Linked DNA regions of Mus musculus: region 2 is linked to region 1. A link is a contact called in public ChIA-PET data. All regions are on one chromosome and are shown on one strand. Each heading gives the region's core, a stretch centred on a gene start, on an enhancer-like site or on the middle of the called end of the contact. The rest is flanking DNA. Distances are from core to core; before and after follow the strand shown. Region 1 overlaps Slc35b4 (solute carrier family 35, member B4). Region 2 overlaps Lrguk (leucine-rich repeats and guanylate kinase domain containing).

What was found. ChIA-PET counts read pairs in DNA pulled down with a chosen protein or histone mark.
Region 2: a contact with region 1 is called in an SMC1A ChIA-PET map of the G1E-ER4 cell line, with 6 read pairs. The contact joins two enhancer-like sites. A contact is called at or near these places in 1 of 15 datasets of contacts at CTCF or cohesin (the G1E-ER4 cell line), 4 of 484 Hi-C or Micro-C datasets (the P5424 cell line, embryonic stem cells, nephron progenitors and 1 more), 2 of 115 datasets of contacts at active chromatin or transcription factors (the HPC-7 cell line and embryonic stem cells) and 3 of 9 other capture datasets (adipose tissue, embryonic stem cells and liver).

The regions. Positions count from the first base shown.
Region 1 is chr6:34,153,697-34,161,386 of GRCm38.p6, forward strand. It overlaps Slc35b4 (solute carrier family 35, member B4), which reads right to left. Exons shown (of 10, transcript NM_021435.3): 8 at 6,777-6,852; 9 at 5,737-5,812; 10 at 2,183-4,930. The coding sequence ends at 4,684. Among named protein-coding and RNA genes, the nearest start is that of Gm13855, 20 kb to the right of the region's middle. Within about 2 kb of position 2,590, at least 122 of the 459 cell types and tissues checked have an H3K27ac peak or open chromatin away from gene starts, as enhancers often do. A contact at or near this core is called in the G1E-ER4 cell line, where this site is marked.
Region 2 is chr6:34,066,468-34,074,157 of GRCm38.p6, forward strand. It overlaps Lrguk (leucine-rich repeats and guanylate kinase domain containing), which reads left to right. Exons shown (of 20, transcript NM_028886.1): 8 at 4,594-4,674; 9 at 5,903-5,989; 10 at 7,249-7,355. Among named protein-coding and RNA genes, the nearest start is that of Gm38786, 41 kb to the left of the region's middle. Within about 2 kb of position 2,989, at least 4 of the 459 cell types and tissues checked have an H3K27ac peak or open chromatin away from gene starts, as enhancers often do. A contact at or near this core is called in the G1E-ER4 cell line, where this site is marked.

The sequences.
Region 1 (7,690 bases), core at 1,340-3,839:
GTACTACTCAATGAAGCGTTCCGAGTCTGGATGAATAAAATCCTCACCACCATAATTTGCTACTTTTCAAATCATCCTTCTTGGGAAGCTGAGGCCATTCTCTGGAAAGAAAGCAAACAGCTCGGAAATGCTCGCAATTGCGAGCAAAGCACAAAGGCTTTCTTGTGTTGCTGGGGGATAACCACTGCCTCCCACTTTGCCTGAGGAGTCTACCTTCCACCAGAAAAGATGTAAAATAACTCGTCTGTCAAAGGCATCATTACACGCCCCCCCCCTCAAATATGGGCGGTGTCTGGATGCAGACCAGGCCTTTTCTGCCTGTGGCTCTTTTGCTGCTTGCCTCATGGTGGTAATTTCCGTAGGCAAAGCTCAGGGGAAGAAGTTTGTGATACTCAGAGAAGACCAAGATACACAGCTCTCCAGACAGCAGTAATACTGACTGCAGGGTGCTGGTCACCAAGCAGCCACTTCAAAAACCCTTAGGACTCTAACAATCTGGTGAGTTTCTTCCTGAACATCAACTGTACATGGTAATATGCACACAAGCCTCTTCCCTCTTCCCTACCACCACGCATCAAGAGAGCAAAAAGCTGGGTAGCATTCTCTGGACCTCTCCCAATAACTGCTCCCCACTCTTTTTCTTCTTTGGAGCCACTGGGCTGTTCCCTTCCTTGGCTGTAAGGAACCATTATGGAGAGGGAGGAAGAGGCCTTGGCAAGCATTTACTTTCTCATGTAACACACGTCAGACACTTTGCCAGGAGCTGGCAGTTCAGAAATGAATTATGCATGCTCCCGGCCTCTTCCATTCCTGGAATGTCTACAGTGAGGAAACTTCTAAAAAAAAAAAAAGAATATACAATAAAATTGAGAAGGGCCAGCCTCCAATCCCAGCTCTGGTCATAGCAAACATATTCCAGTGCTTAAATACTGTAAATACTTATTTCCAAACACTACACTGGTAGTAATGAGCACATTTTCTCTATATTCTGTCAATGTCAGCTTCAAGTGCCACAGACAAGATGCAGTCAATAACTCTCAGCGGAAAGCCCAAAGCACTTTGTTTATGTAGCAGGAGTTCCTCCTAATTCTATCTGCCGCTAGCCAAAGAGAAGATCTGGGTGTCAGATCTTTAACACACGCTTTTTCCTCTAAGTACGCTATCTGCTCAGATACTGACTCCATTCCCCTTCCCCGACTTTAGGCTAAAAAGAGCCCAACTAGAAGGGACATGTAGCAGTGGTTCTCTGCTCCTGGGCTGAGCTGGACAAGAATACGCAGTCGGTTCAGATAAAGCTTCCATGCAAGCTCTCTGCCGAGTGCTTCCCATACACTGCACTCTTACTAGCGATGCTTACAGAAACACTAGACAAGGCATTCTAGATGGATATAAATACCCTAGAAAACTCCTGAAAATTACCACAAGCCCCAGGGACTCAACTGCCCAAGGGGATGCAGGTGCAGTCAGGAACCCAGGGGTCAGGAAGAGCAAAGGCACAAAATCCAAAAGCGGACCCCAGCATGGAGGAAAGCGGGCCCGGGAAATGACTGCAGGCTGAGACCCCTCAGAACTACCATGTGTTCCTCCCAGAACAGAAGAGGGCAGCCACAGGCAGCACCAACCACCCTGGCAGAGAACTGAGTGCTGGACTTTGGTCAGCTGGGCAGGAAGAAGGGGAAAGGATATGCAGAACCAACCTCATAAAATCAACTGTAAGTCTACCTAGTGTATTGGGTGAAAAGAAAACAAAAGAATCCACACTATCTATGGGGCCCTAGGTCTGATCCTCGGCACTGCGAGAAAAAAGTTTAAGAACTGAAAACATGTTTCTAGTGAAAGTGATAAAGACGGCGTCGGCAACAGCAGGTTGTGAGATAGTAAGTATAACCCAAGCGTCCACCCCTGTCCTGCCACCTCATACACGAGTCATGCTGCCGTGCGGCCGCAGACACACTACATTTCCCGGCTAGAGGCCTTTGCTATTTGGCTTTTGCTCTAGAGTTTTACATGTCTTAAGCTCTATTTTGAGACAAACGATATGCTCTGTCTCTGAACAAAGGTGTTTAATAGGCAGTTCTCTACATTCCATGGAGCCTGGTCCTTGGTAAAATGGCTTATTTGCCCTTTTAAAACCTTTACAGTCCACATGCTAAACAAACAAACAAACAAACAAACAAATGGCAAAGAGAAATGACTTTTATAAAGAGTGATTTTATGGATGTATCCAGAGATGGTCCTATTAAGGGGTTAGCTGGTGTAGGGAGGACAAACAGCATATGTGTGCTCTTATTTGTAGCTCCTGAGCTTTGTAGAGAGACATGAAACCACGGTGTGTATGCGATCTGAAGGTAGAAGGCAAAACTGTTCAGGGGAACAGCAGGACCTAACACGGGGAGAGGAGAGCTTGGGGGAAGTACTCAACTGCAGGGAAGTGTCCAACCACAGGGCCCTGTGCAACAAGCATACACAATGAGAAGGAAAACAGAACCTTTAGAAGGGCAATTTTACAAAACTGTAACTAGTGCCGGTTACATTTTCTTCTGTCTACTGCACGGCAGGAAGCAGCTGGGGCACTTGCTAGCTTGAGCCAGCAGAGCCCGCACTCTTATCTGTTCTTACATCTCCTTCAACAAAACCCACAAAGGGATACACATTCTGAAACCCTAACCGGTCCAGTTAGATTGTATCAGCCAGTCTCAGGGAACTACAAGCTGTGTGCTACTTCTCCCAACATAAAAAGGGAAGCTCTAGGTAACTGAAGGTTATAGCCTGTTAGGAGTAATCAGAATGGAGCCTCAAGAGCCCCGAGGGACAGATTCTTCTGTTAAACTGGAAGAAAAAAGTACTTTTTATTACTGTCTTTTTAAGGGGGCTTTTAACACTTGGTATTTATAGCAACATTGGTCCAGGCAACCCCACATATTTCAAAGTAGCTACAGAGCTTCTGGGACTGTGAATGGGTTCACATCTAATTCAGGTCTTTGAGAACAGACCATTACCAGCACTGGGAAGCTGTCAATGGCCAGAATGACAATCAGTCTGCAAACCTGGGGACTTAGGTGGAGAAACAGTATCTGCATTTAATGTAACAGAAAAAAGTCTTAACTGCCTTCCCAGGGGACCCAGAGGATTAGGACAGTTCTCTTTGCCTTCCCAGGGGACCCAGAGGATTGGGATAGTTCTCTTTGCTGCTGCTGTTCAGACCCATCAAAGAGCATCTTCAGAGGGTGCAACAAAGAGCTACAGTGAGCCGAGGAGATGGAGAGCCACTCCTCAGTCTGAGCACAGTCAGCACATAGTGGAAGAATGGAAGGCTGTCGTCTGTGCGAGAGAAACATTGTGTGTAGCTGTTTGCAGAGGAGCAGATGGCTAGGTGAGGGTAATGAGGGTCTGGCCCTAAGTGGGGACGAGGAAAGAAAGCAACACAATGTTCTTGTTCTTCAATCACATACAATCCAGCTAAGGGCACACAAGCGCCACATGCTGTGTGACAGGGTTACTCTTCCTCAAGGGGATCCAAGAGAGGACAATCAGACCTTCAGAGTGATCAGCGGAAAAGAGCCAGGCCTGTTTCTGTATGTAAACATGCTGTGTCATGCCACCTCCCAGGCACACCCAAAAGCAGTCCCATATCTATGGAACAAGAAGACTTCACCCTGCCGCAGCTGGGGTTTGAGCACACTCACGCCTGTGTATCAATCAATCATCATCGATGACTTGACAGGTGACAATTCTCAGAAGTATCTTCTGGCTACCAGGTCTTAACGCCTCTCACAGACACATATTTGAAACCCACAGGAGTCCCATGGAAGTGTGTGGCTGGGTTCACAGGGGCAACAGTCTCTCAGGGTGCTGAAAGAGTGAGCTGTATTGGGCCACACTTCCTTCTCCATCTCCGTAAACAGGCCAAGGGGCTTCACGTGGGAGATGGAAGGAAAGGTCTCCCTCTTCTCGATCCACTTTCAAGTTTTCTTCCTTTCTAATGTGCAATGAGCGCTGCAGGACTGCTCTAACTACAGAAAGCAACAGGTGAAAGAAGTGTGTGATCTTTGCATTGACTAATCAAATAACGTGAAATGTGCGTGGTGGGATCCAGCCGTCTACTCCAGCATCACCGGCATCCAGCTCACAGATCTGCTCATGGGGACAACTGCTTCTCTCCCAACACCAACACGCTGGAGGGAGTCCGGCCTCATCACTCCTGGGGTCTAATTTTTCGCATGTCCACTGGATCACTCAGTGCCTGATTGTGCCTGGAATGTTGGCTGTGCTGCAAAGTGCTTAAGTGTGCAGGGGTGACGGGAGGAAAGAGGTACATAGCAAAAAGGCATCGGTAGCAACAAGTGCGACACAGGTAGAAAACTAGAAGCTCTGAGACTTGGAATTCAACAAATATGGTTCTGATGTTCTGGCAAAGAAATAGAAAAGCAAATGCAGAGGCTGCCCGACGGTCTGCCTGGTAGCCTTGCTTGTTTTGTTTATTCTATCTCAGGGATGCCTATGTGGAATCTACAAATGCAGACTCGTGAGAGCAGATGAGTCCCATCCTTTTGGAGGAAGCTCTGGAGCCTTTCTGCTTCAATACTCTGGTAATTTGGCATCAGCTAAAGTGAAATGGTGGCCAGACCTGCAGCAGAGGCCGCTCTCACATAACACCGTCTGTCTGTCTGTCCCAGGCAGACCTCAGTCCTTCTTGTCATCCTTTTGCAGCTCACTTTTTGTGGTCCCGAGGTTTTTCCACACCTCTGTGTACATTAAGGTTCCAATGAAGACAAACGAGGTGCCCAGCCAGTGCCACATAGTGAACTGGTTCTGGAAGTACAAGATAGAAAAGATGAGGCTCACAAACTTGCGCAGAGTCACAACCAGTGTGACGGTGAGGGAGGTACACTCTGTTGTAAGGATGAACACACCCCGGATGCACACATATCTGGAGGAGTGGTTAAGGCTGTTCTCTGTAAACTAGGGTTTAGGTTCAAGTCCTGGCTTCAACTTGACATGCTGAGAAAACAGGAAGAATGCTGTGTGGACTCTCCTTAGCAGGACTTGCCGAAGGACTCTGGCCCTGCCATTCCTAAGCCCATTACTACGGATTGTCCTTACAGTTTATAATGAAGGTCATCTTGAACTGAATGCCGGAGTGCCACTCTCGGGAAGGGGATCCTACTCAACTTATTCTGTCTTGTCCTCAGGCCCTCCAATCTCTCCTGAAGCTCTGTATGGCAAATCTATGTGGTTTCAGGGGAGGCACTCAACCGCCATCTGTTTCAATGTTTTAAAGATGCCACGACTCATATAGTAGTAAGGTCCTTCTACTAACATAATTACTTTTAAAGTAGTCTCAATTTGAAGTTTGTTTCAGAACCTTGCAGCGACTTATAATAGTCATGAATAATAACTATTTTCTAGGATACCAGGAACCCAGGCAGGAATCTCAGACTATTTCATAACATAACCAGCTGTAAGCAATCCACGGAGTCCTGTTTCCTCAGTGGGACCTATCTGACCTTCTGCACCATCAATCCACGGAGTCCTGTTTCCTCAGTGGGACCTATCTGACCTTCTGCACCATTACTCTCTTTCCCTCTACAAAGGGGCTTCATGAATGGGTTTATCTGTCTCCAGCTTACCATATAAATCAAGGCAGAACCCAAATTCATATCCCCACATTGTTAGAATAAACAATCCTCTGCCAAAGCAACATGGGGACAGACATAAAAGAGGACTAAAGGATACTGAGTCACGACATTCATGAGGAGGTAGAACCACATGACGGGCATCGTCACACCGATGACTGGAACTTGATAGAGTTCTGCAGAGGCAAAGAGATGACACAATCATGGCGGCATGGACAGACCAAGGTTATACAGGCAAAAACAGGGACGGGAACTGCAGCACCGTTTCCCTTGAAAGCAGCTGGCATGCACGTCTCTTCCCTACCTGCTCTCAGTCTGTGCTAACCACAGGAGTGGGGCTCCATGGGGATCCCCAGGATCTCCACAAACCAGGACATTAATAGTGACAAGTGAGGTCTTGTAGTTCGGAGCCTCGAGGTCCCTTTTACTACTACTTTCATAACACATTTCTAGGTCAAAAGACGACAGACACAGCACCAGCACAGGCAGATCAGGCCCAATGTGGTATACAATGCATTTCCTTACCTGTGCTGTGTGCAACAGACAGCCTTGATTTAAACAAGACTTTTCTTATTGTCTACCTATCTACATAAGTACTTTTAGACGATCAGGTTGTATGTGTGAGGTCTTTCCAGGGGAGTGACCATCCATCATCAACTTACTACATAGTTGCCCTAAAAAGCAACAGCCCATCTTCATACAGACACTTCACGCTGGTTTCACATTTCTTCTTTTAAAATGTTGTTTGTAATTACTTTATCTTGTTTATTTAATCTGTAGCTAGGAGACAAGCCCTGTCATCATTTTGCTCTGGCGTGCTTGGCGCCGAGGCGACTGGGACCTGTGAGCAGCTCTGCCTTTCACAGACAAGATAGAGACAGCCAGGCTGCCACCCCACCTCCCAGGGCTCCAACCCAGCTTCGTACCCAGACTCAAAACACACAATGCCAAAGGATATTAGGAGAGAGCGCGGGAAGCTCTCTCTCGCTGCTGCAACTACTGACTAACAGCCCTGTTTGGACGCCCCGGAGGAGCAACGGCTCAGACAAACATGAGATAAGCCGTGCTTGAGCCAAATGTCAAAGTGAGGCTTTGCCTCAGAAACTGCCGGCGAACACTGCCACATGACCCCAGACTTACCAGACTTATTGAACAGGACAACGTGGTCATAAATATCAGAGGCCAAGAAGATGAACCCGGGAAGTGGAAGGGCGTGCTGTGGGAAGAAACGGATCACACAGAGGTAACTGCAAACTCACCGAAGCACAGTTAGGGTAGCTCTACAACGACTCAAGCAGGCCAGGGAGCACGAGCGCCCCCTAAGGTGAGGTGTCTAGTGCCTCTGTGCCCTCCAGTGACATCTTATGGAGTCTGATGGTCACCATGGAGAAAGCACATGGAGTAGGGTCCTTCCCTCTACAAGGGAAATGGGGACCTCAGCACACAGACATTGTGCCCAAAAGGAGTTGCTACATACTATATTTGGAAATTACAAGGCCCACACAGATCTTAAAGGATTTAGAAACTAGTATGAAAGAGATCTGAAGACAATCTATGGACAAGAAACAAACAAATGGTGAGAAGAGGCTAACGAGGAAGAGAACATAAGTGCCTGACAACCTCCATCTCCCTCACACCACACAAGGTCAAATCAAGTCACAGCGACTCTTGCTGAGCTGTCACTGTGCTTGCCATTGCTCTCAAGGAAAGATACAAAGCAGGCAGAATGTTTACCATTAAAAATCCCCAGCCACAAACTCTAGCGCCAAGTGAATGTGTCCACCTGCCTGTTGGGATTAACTGCGCATGGGAGGAACAGTCCCCAGGCCTTGGAGGACAGTCGGTTCCCTGGTCATACTCCAACAGCAGTAAAGAAGGGGAGGAGGAGAGCTATAGGAGTGCCTGCCAGGTGACCCTTTACAATGAAGAAACTCAGGTACAAGCGGTGGCCTGAACCATCACACGACTAAAGCCCCTTTGGGAAACTCAGGCCCTGAGCCCCCAGCCCCAACTGCCCCACTGATACCCACAGCCCTGACCTGTTGCCCTGTGTC
Region 2 (7,690 bases), core at 1,739-4,238, 87 kb before region 1:
AGGCCAGCCCAGGCTAGGTAGCCTGAGCTGCTATCCAGTCCTAGAAATAGTGGCAGTATCCCGGGTTCTCTGCTGAGTGCCGATAGGTGTTCCCTTGCAGCCCTGTTCCTAAGCTGCTTCGTTGGCTCATCAGTACTTTTTGAGATTTCAGGTCAAGACCAATGTGACTTTCCCTTTAGTCATGACTCTTACTTAATGTGGACTCCATAGCAGCAAGCTTGGCCTGCCTGCACTTAAACCAGTTCATAGGTTTGGAGTGAGCCTGCTAAAGAAGTCAAGGACTTGACTAAGATCATTAGTCCATCGGAGTAGGACAGAAGATGTGTTAGGGTCAGGTCTACACTACTTAGGGAGGGGGACCAGTTCACTTCGGGCTAAGCATGGGCCACATGCTCTTTGGTTAGGGATTAGAGGGCAGAAGTGCCATCATTTTCCTCCTGTCTGCCTCACAGACTCCATGTCTAGCCTCTCCAGCACCTCCTCCTGTGTTCCCGGTCCTCCGCAGGGCTTTTCATTGTTATTATTGCTGAAGATTACATCATATCACGTTTTATACTTTATATCGTGATGAGTTATTTTCCTTCCCTCTAGAATAGTGTTTTTCAACTTGTGGATCGCAACCTCTTTGGGGGTCAAATGACCCTTTCACAGGGGTGGCCTCGGGCCATCAGAAAGCATATATATTTACATTATTATTCATGACAGTAGCAAAGTTACCATTCTAGAGTAGCAACGAAAGTAATGTTATGTTTGGGGTCCACCCAACATGAGGAACTGCAGTAAAGGGTAGCAGTGTTCAGGAGCACGAGAACCACTGTGCTAGCGTGATAGTTGACCTTGGGGAGTTTATTTTGTTCAAATTTTACAATATCTGGTTTGTAGTTGGTACTTAAGAAGGTTGTTGGATGAAAATATGACTCTCAGGAGCCCTCAGCCCCTCTCCTCTGAAGGGTGTGGGTGATGTTTAAGGTGCGGTAAAATTCTAGGAAGACCATGTATAAGAAGGAGGCTCAGAAGTTTCCCTACTGGGCGAAGAAAGAGCATGAAGATCAGTATACCTGTTTTAATGGAGACTGTGAGGGTCTTCCGTACGGCAGAGGCGGTGAAGAAGGAGGAAGATCCCAGAGAGCCATCTGAGAAGGAAATAGTGAGGCAGAATAGAGGTAGTGGATGAGGAGAAGATGTTGCGAATGATTGAAGACTATGTCAGGTGACTTCAATAGTGGTGCTAACCAGCATGGTGGTGGGGCAGGATGTCCCTAAATGTTTTAGCAGCAGGATCCACTCCAGGGTAGCTGCTGTGTAGGGAGCTGCACGACGCCCTCTCTCTCAGGTAAATGTGGTTGTGGAGCAACTTCCCCTGGAAGGTAATGCTTCAAGGTAGATTGGGTTCAACTGTGACATCCCCCACCAAGGATGTGCCCAAGCCCCTTGGCCTGCTGAACGTAACCTGGGTTAGAAAAGGGATTTCTACAGATGAGGTTAGTGATTCCAAGATGAGATTGTCACCCCGGAATCAAGAGTTAGGGAGGCCTAAAAGACAGTGGTTTTTTTGTTTGTTTGTTTTTCAGTTATCAGTTTATTTTATGTCTGTGGGTACATGTATGTCTGTGTACATGTATGAGTTGTGATGGTTTCAAGTCTCCATGTAGCTGGGAATGGAACTTAGTTCCTCCTAACTGATGACCCATCTCTCAGGCCTGGGTGTTCTTACAAGAGACAGAAGGGAGAAAGCAGACACAGGCACTGGCTTTATGTTGCTCTAAGTCAGTGCTCTCTATCTTTACCAGAAGCTGGGAAAGACAAGGAAGAGTTCTCCTCTAGAGCCCTCGAAGGAACCTCAGGCTCTCCAGCCAGCCCTGGATTGTAGGCTCATCTTCAGAGCCAGAAGAATTGGTTCCTGTTAGCTTGGCCTATAAGTTTTGGGGTTGTTATGGACCCTCCAAGGCTCGTGTATGTGTGGCGCTATGTCTGGGGAATGGAGGGGAGTTTGGGAGTTATATTTAACTGTGATCTCTTATCATTTCTGAATTTTGTGTTTTAATAAATCTTCCTTATTTTGATTTTTAAAATATTCTTACGTTTTTTTTTTTTGTAATTTCAAGTTTTGGAATTTTTCTTTTTCACTATGTAGTTTGTAAGTAGGGTGTGTGTGTGTGTGTGTGTGTGTGTGCGTGCAGTGTGCAACAGACATTGAATTCCCATATAGAAAACAAATTGTCCCAACATTTCAAAAAGCTGATTTAATAGCATAAGATAATCTATTAATGGATCTGTCAGGATTTATTGAATTATTTACTTATTGAAATTTGTTGTGTTTACAACTTGCTGTTAAAATAATGTTGAAGTATATATGCTCACACATAAATCCATCGTTACATGCATTTTTTATTATTTCCTTATGATGGATTTCTGGAAATGCCATTTCTGGGAATGGCTGTCATAAAACTTGTTGATTTCTGTTTTGAACATTCATGCTTTCTCTTCCCACTGCAGTTATGAAGTTAGGATAACTTACTGTAGGCATGTCTGGCTGTTCGTTTGTCAACAGGATCATTTAAAAATTGTCTGTCTGGTGGTGAAACCTGGTGCCTTGTATACTGTTTTATATATATTTCTTTGATTATCAATGAGGTTAAACATTTTTTAAAATTTTATTTCTTTTTAAAAATTATCAGCCAGGCGTGGTGGTGCACACCTTTAATCTCAGCACTTGGGAGTCAGAGGCAGGCGGATTTCTGAGTTCGAGGCCAGCCTGGTCTACAGAGTAAGTTCCAGGACAGCCAGGGCTACACAGAGAAACCCTGTTTTGAAAAACCAAAAAAAAAAAAAAAAAAAAAAATCAGTCCATTCTCTTAGCCATCATTTTCTTTATGACAGTTGTAATTTGCTTCTTATTGAATGTAAGGTATTTCAGCTACACATTTAAAATGATGTGTAGAATAAGTCGACACTTTCTGTAATAGACTTCTTTATTATTTTTATCTTCTTGTGAAATCTTTTTCCGTTCTGGATCTGACACGTGCTTATCTAAACCGTTTTCCTCTGCGTCACTTTGGCCTTTACTTCTTTTTTATTTTTTCTCTACTGTTTCTTTTTTGAGCAAAACAATTTTAAGAGTAGGAGACTTTCATATCTCACTCTCCTCTTTTTTGTATTTACTCCTTTGTTTAGCATGTGGATAAACATGAATGGATGTGCACTATATGCAGGCAGTGTCACTGAGACCAGAAGAGTCCCAGGTCTCCTGGGACTGTCATGTGGGTGCTGGGAACAGAGTCCTAGTTTCCTGGAGGAGCAGCCAGTGCTCTTAATCCCCCTTCCTGTCTCCCTGACCCCTCCCTCCATGGTTGTTTCTGTTCTTTTGTTAGATATGCTTTTGTTTGTTAGTTACAGCACTCTGGCCTGACACTCACTGTGTAGTCCAAGCTGGCCACGAAACCACAAAGATCTGTCCACCTCTGCCTTCTGAGGGCTGGGATTAAGGTCACGTAACACCGCACGCAGCTATCTTGAATCCTTAATCTATAATTTAGTTTGTCTTATAACTGAAATGGTTAGTCCTTTACATCCTAACACATCAAAATGTGTGTGGCAGCTTGCTGCTACTCTAGCTAGATTGATTTTGGGATGGGCGACACTTGGAACTTTGGAGTTTGCCTTTCTGATTACATTATTGGAAATGTCATCCTTTGAAGGTGGCATGTGTGTGTCCACCCCTGACTTAGTTTTGGGATAATTTGCATTTTGGTGTCACTTGGGTGTGGACAACTCAGAAATGATCTGTGAACCCGTTGGTAAAATACTTTTATGAGGCATGCAGAATGCTGTGAGAAACACTAATTTATTACAAAACTCACTCTCTGTGTCTGAAATTAGATTGTAATTGTTTATTGTAGAAAATTTAAGTAAGCCTATTTGTGTCTTTAGTATGGTCGAGGGTGCAGGACCGCTGTAACCCAGGCTGTCCCCCTGGCTAAACCAAGGCACTGTCCATCTGCAGAATCATTTCCGTTTTTTTTTTTTTTTTTTTTTTTTTCCAACCCGGAAGTTCTTAACATACAACCCTGGCATTGGCACACACCTTTAGTTACAGCACTTGGGATGCAGAGCCAGGAGTATCTCTGTGATTTCAAGGCCAGCTAGGCCAGCTAGGGTTGCATAGGGACCTCCAAATAAACAAACAAACAAACAAATCATACAGTTTCCACTGTAAAGTAGTTCTTATGGGAAGAGCATAGAGTTGCATGTTTCCTAGCTGTCAGAAGGCCTAACCAACCACAGACACAGCAGGGGAGGAGAGGCCCTGAGGAGTGAAGTCAGAGCCTGGAGGGCTGGGGGGGGGGGCTGTTTCTCTTCCTTTACACACTATCTTACCGAAGTTAATGTGCTCTTTCCTGTGTTCTGCAATGGCCTTGTGGTATTCTCATTGAAAAGCTGGATATTCAACAGGACATGTTTAAAATAAATTACATTTAAAGGAGCTAATTATATTGGCTCTTTTTATATTGTGTTGCTTATTGTCTTCTGCTCACTGGCTGTTGACAGTGAATTTATTTATTTATTAATAATTTATTTATTTTGATCAAATAGATTAAGGAGCTGAGTGAAATAGAATACATTGAAAATCTTCCTATCCTTCGAGTTCTCAATCTACTAAGGAATCCAATTCAGGTGAGAGATTGTTTTTCTCAGGGGTAGGGGAGGGGAGAGGAACAGGGGCCAAGTCTTGAAATTTTGATTGAGCATTGATTGGGAGCATCAGGAAGGTGAATACAGCCCCCAACTCCCCACCCCTCCAAAAACAATTACAACAGCTACCACTTCAAACAACTTGTTTTGAAAAAGTAAGATTGTCTCTCATGGCCAATAAACTGTCAACTGCCCCAGTTCCCCTAAAGCCCACATTTGAAAAGTCACTTAGTTCATGGTCCTTTAAGACAGATGGTGGATGGAGCTAAACATTATAACAGAGAATTGTAATTAAAATTGTAAAGCAGCATTCTTTTATATCGGAGAATAAAGAGCCCAGAGGTCCAGACAGAATGTGGTTCCTGTTTTATAACAGAGGGAAAGCAGATGAATTCATTTATAAACCAACATTCTCACAGCACACTTTGAAGTATGCAAGAGAAGCTTTAAAATGTTCCAACTGGTGTTTAATAATCATACAGGTTTCTGGGGTGCAGTGTGGCGGTCCACTCACACATAGAACACGGAGTGATCTAGTCCTGTGTCTCTGTGTTGGGACCCTAATCGAATATGCTGTTACACATTTACTTCTCATGCATTCCCATCTGTGAAAGGCATCTTACACCCAAGTCTTGCTATTCAGGGAGGTGAAGCATCTTATTCAAAATAAACCCCTCAGTTACGGCTTTAAAGTCAGGCCATCCTAACAGCAGTCAGGGAATACAGAGGAATCTGTTCCTAAGCAATTGACATTTTATTACTGTAAGACAAGTTCAGAGTGATCCCAACTAATACAAAAGAACACAATAAATAATCAACCCATAATGAAATCATAAGAAAACGTCAAATGTCATTATTTTCAGTAATGAAACTCTTTGGCTTTAGTAGAGAAGGGTTTGGAGTCTTAGATGAGCTGCCTATGTCTGTGGGCTCAGCCTCGACACCAGAGGATAATCCTGCCTTCCCGCTTATCTCACGGAGATTAGTGAGATCTGCACATTTGAAGAGCTTTATAAATTACAGGACACATTCTGTAGCTTGGTTGTTAATTGAAGGGGGCCTGACAGACGTGAGAATGCAGAGCCCTGTGTTGGGGTCTGGAATGCAGGGTCATGGTGGCAAGTGTTGAGAGGCTCCTAAGGATAGAAGAATGGCACTTGCTGACCTGGGAAAGAGGAAGGCCATTCAATAGTCCTCTTGTTTTAAACAGACCAAGCCCGAGTACTGGTTCTTCGTGATATATATGCTGCTGCGACTGACAGAGTTAGACCAGCAGAAGATTAAGGTAGAAGAAAAGGTATGTAACCATGTTGCCTCACGTGTTTTCTGGTTGAGACATTCAAAAGTGTCAGGTGCTTACAGCAGGACATGTAACCAATCAGTGAGAAGCAGAGCCGTATGCAAATTAATTCTTCATTTAGGATCAACTTCCTTGTCCTAGGATTTGCCAGCTGAACCCTCTGTTAAGCTGGGCAATTACAGGTGTTCCATGGGTACAATGGGAAGTCTGGCAGCGAGGAGTCCAGGAACCCCTCCTGCTGCTCATGGCTGGTTTACAATATGTATAGCTTCCCTACATAATCACAGAGTCTGAAATTCTACCTATGTCACATTGGAAATTAACAGTGAAATATATTGCGCCACACTACGGTGCTTAAATCACTGCTCTAATATTGCAGTTTCCTTAATGCAGCTCTTTCTGAGGACCCATCAGATCCACGTAGCTCCAGAGGAATGAGCCACGGCATGCTGGCCAGCACCTGACTCCCTCCTTCCATCCCTTCCACAGCTGTGGCAGGAATCTAGGAGGGGTTTCCTAAACCAGATCCAATTTGAGACAGGAATAAAGGAACGTATATCAGTGGGCACATATTCCATCCCATAGATGTTTCTGCAGCCCAGACTAGAAATAGTCCCTAGTGCTTCCTCATCCTTGTCTCCCTGCCCTGGGCCATGGGTACATACCTCTTTTAACATTTTGTAAATAGAATCCGAATGAAGGCCACTATTAAGTAAAGGGATAATGTATGTAGGAGGGCAGTAAAGACAGAGAGGCCTCTACAGCAAGGAAAGGGCCTGTTGTATCCATGGCTAGAGAAAGCCAGGGTAAGGGGGTGCAAGTCTGGGAGAATGTGAGGGGGTGGGAACAGTTCTGGACAAGGGGACATCAGGAAATGGCTCTCTGGTGTCAACTACCCAGAATCTTATACAGCAACTTGGTTTTCCTTCTTCTTGAACTACAAGTTGGATTGTTTATTGTGTTAAAATTAATCCGGCACTTCAGAAATTTTGTTTTGACTTTTTTTTTTAGCTCCTCCCAAACCAGAGAATATAAAGAAAAAGGATAAAAGGGACTCCTTAACTTTGTACAGTAACTTTCGTTATCGGGATTTTGGGAAAGTTAGAGTTGACCAGAGAGACTACGTGCAAGGCTGGGGACCACGTGACTTACCTTGTCAGTTTGATTGTGTATCTAGGAATTGCTCTAAGGGCAGTCAATCCTTGTTCTTTTGAGAAACAATCATGTCTCTCTTTACTTTTCTAATTCTGGAAAAGGTTTTTGCAGTGAATAAGTATGACCCTCCCCCTGAGGTGGTCGCTGTCCAAGATCACATGACCCATGTTGTCAACAGCATGTCGCAGCCACAGAGGATCTGGGACAGGTATTTATTAGGGCCGCACAGATAGAAGTGGGGGGTTGGGAGGAGGGTGGGGGGAGAGCGGGTAAGTAAAAGACAGTATTGTCATTTTCCCTAATCGTCTCTTCTGTGACTCACTTGGTCCCCGTGGAAGCTGCTTTCTCAGGGCTGGAGAGATAGCTCAGCATTTTAGAGCACTGGGTGTTCTTCCATGGGACCTGGGTTCAATCCCAGCACTTACATGTCAGTTCATAACTGTCTGCAACTCCAGTCCCAGGCAATCTGACATTCTCTCTCTTCTGTTCTCCATGAACACCAGGCGCACACATAGTACCCAGATGGCATGCAGGCAGAGCACA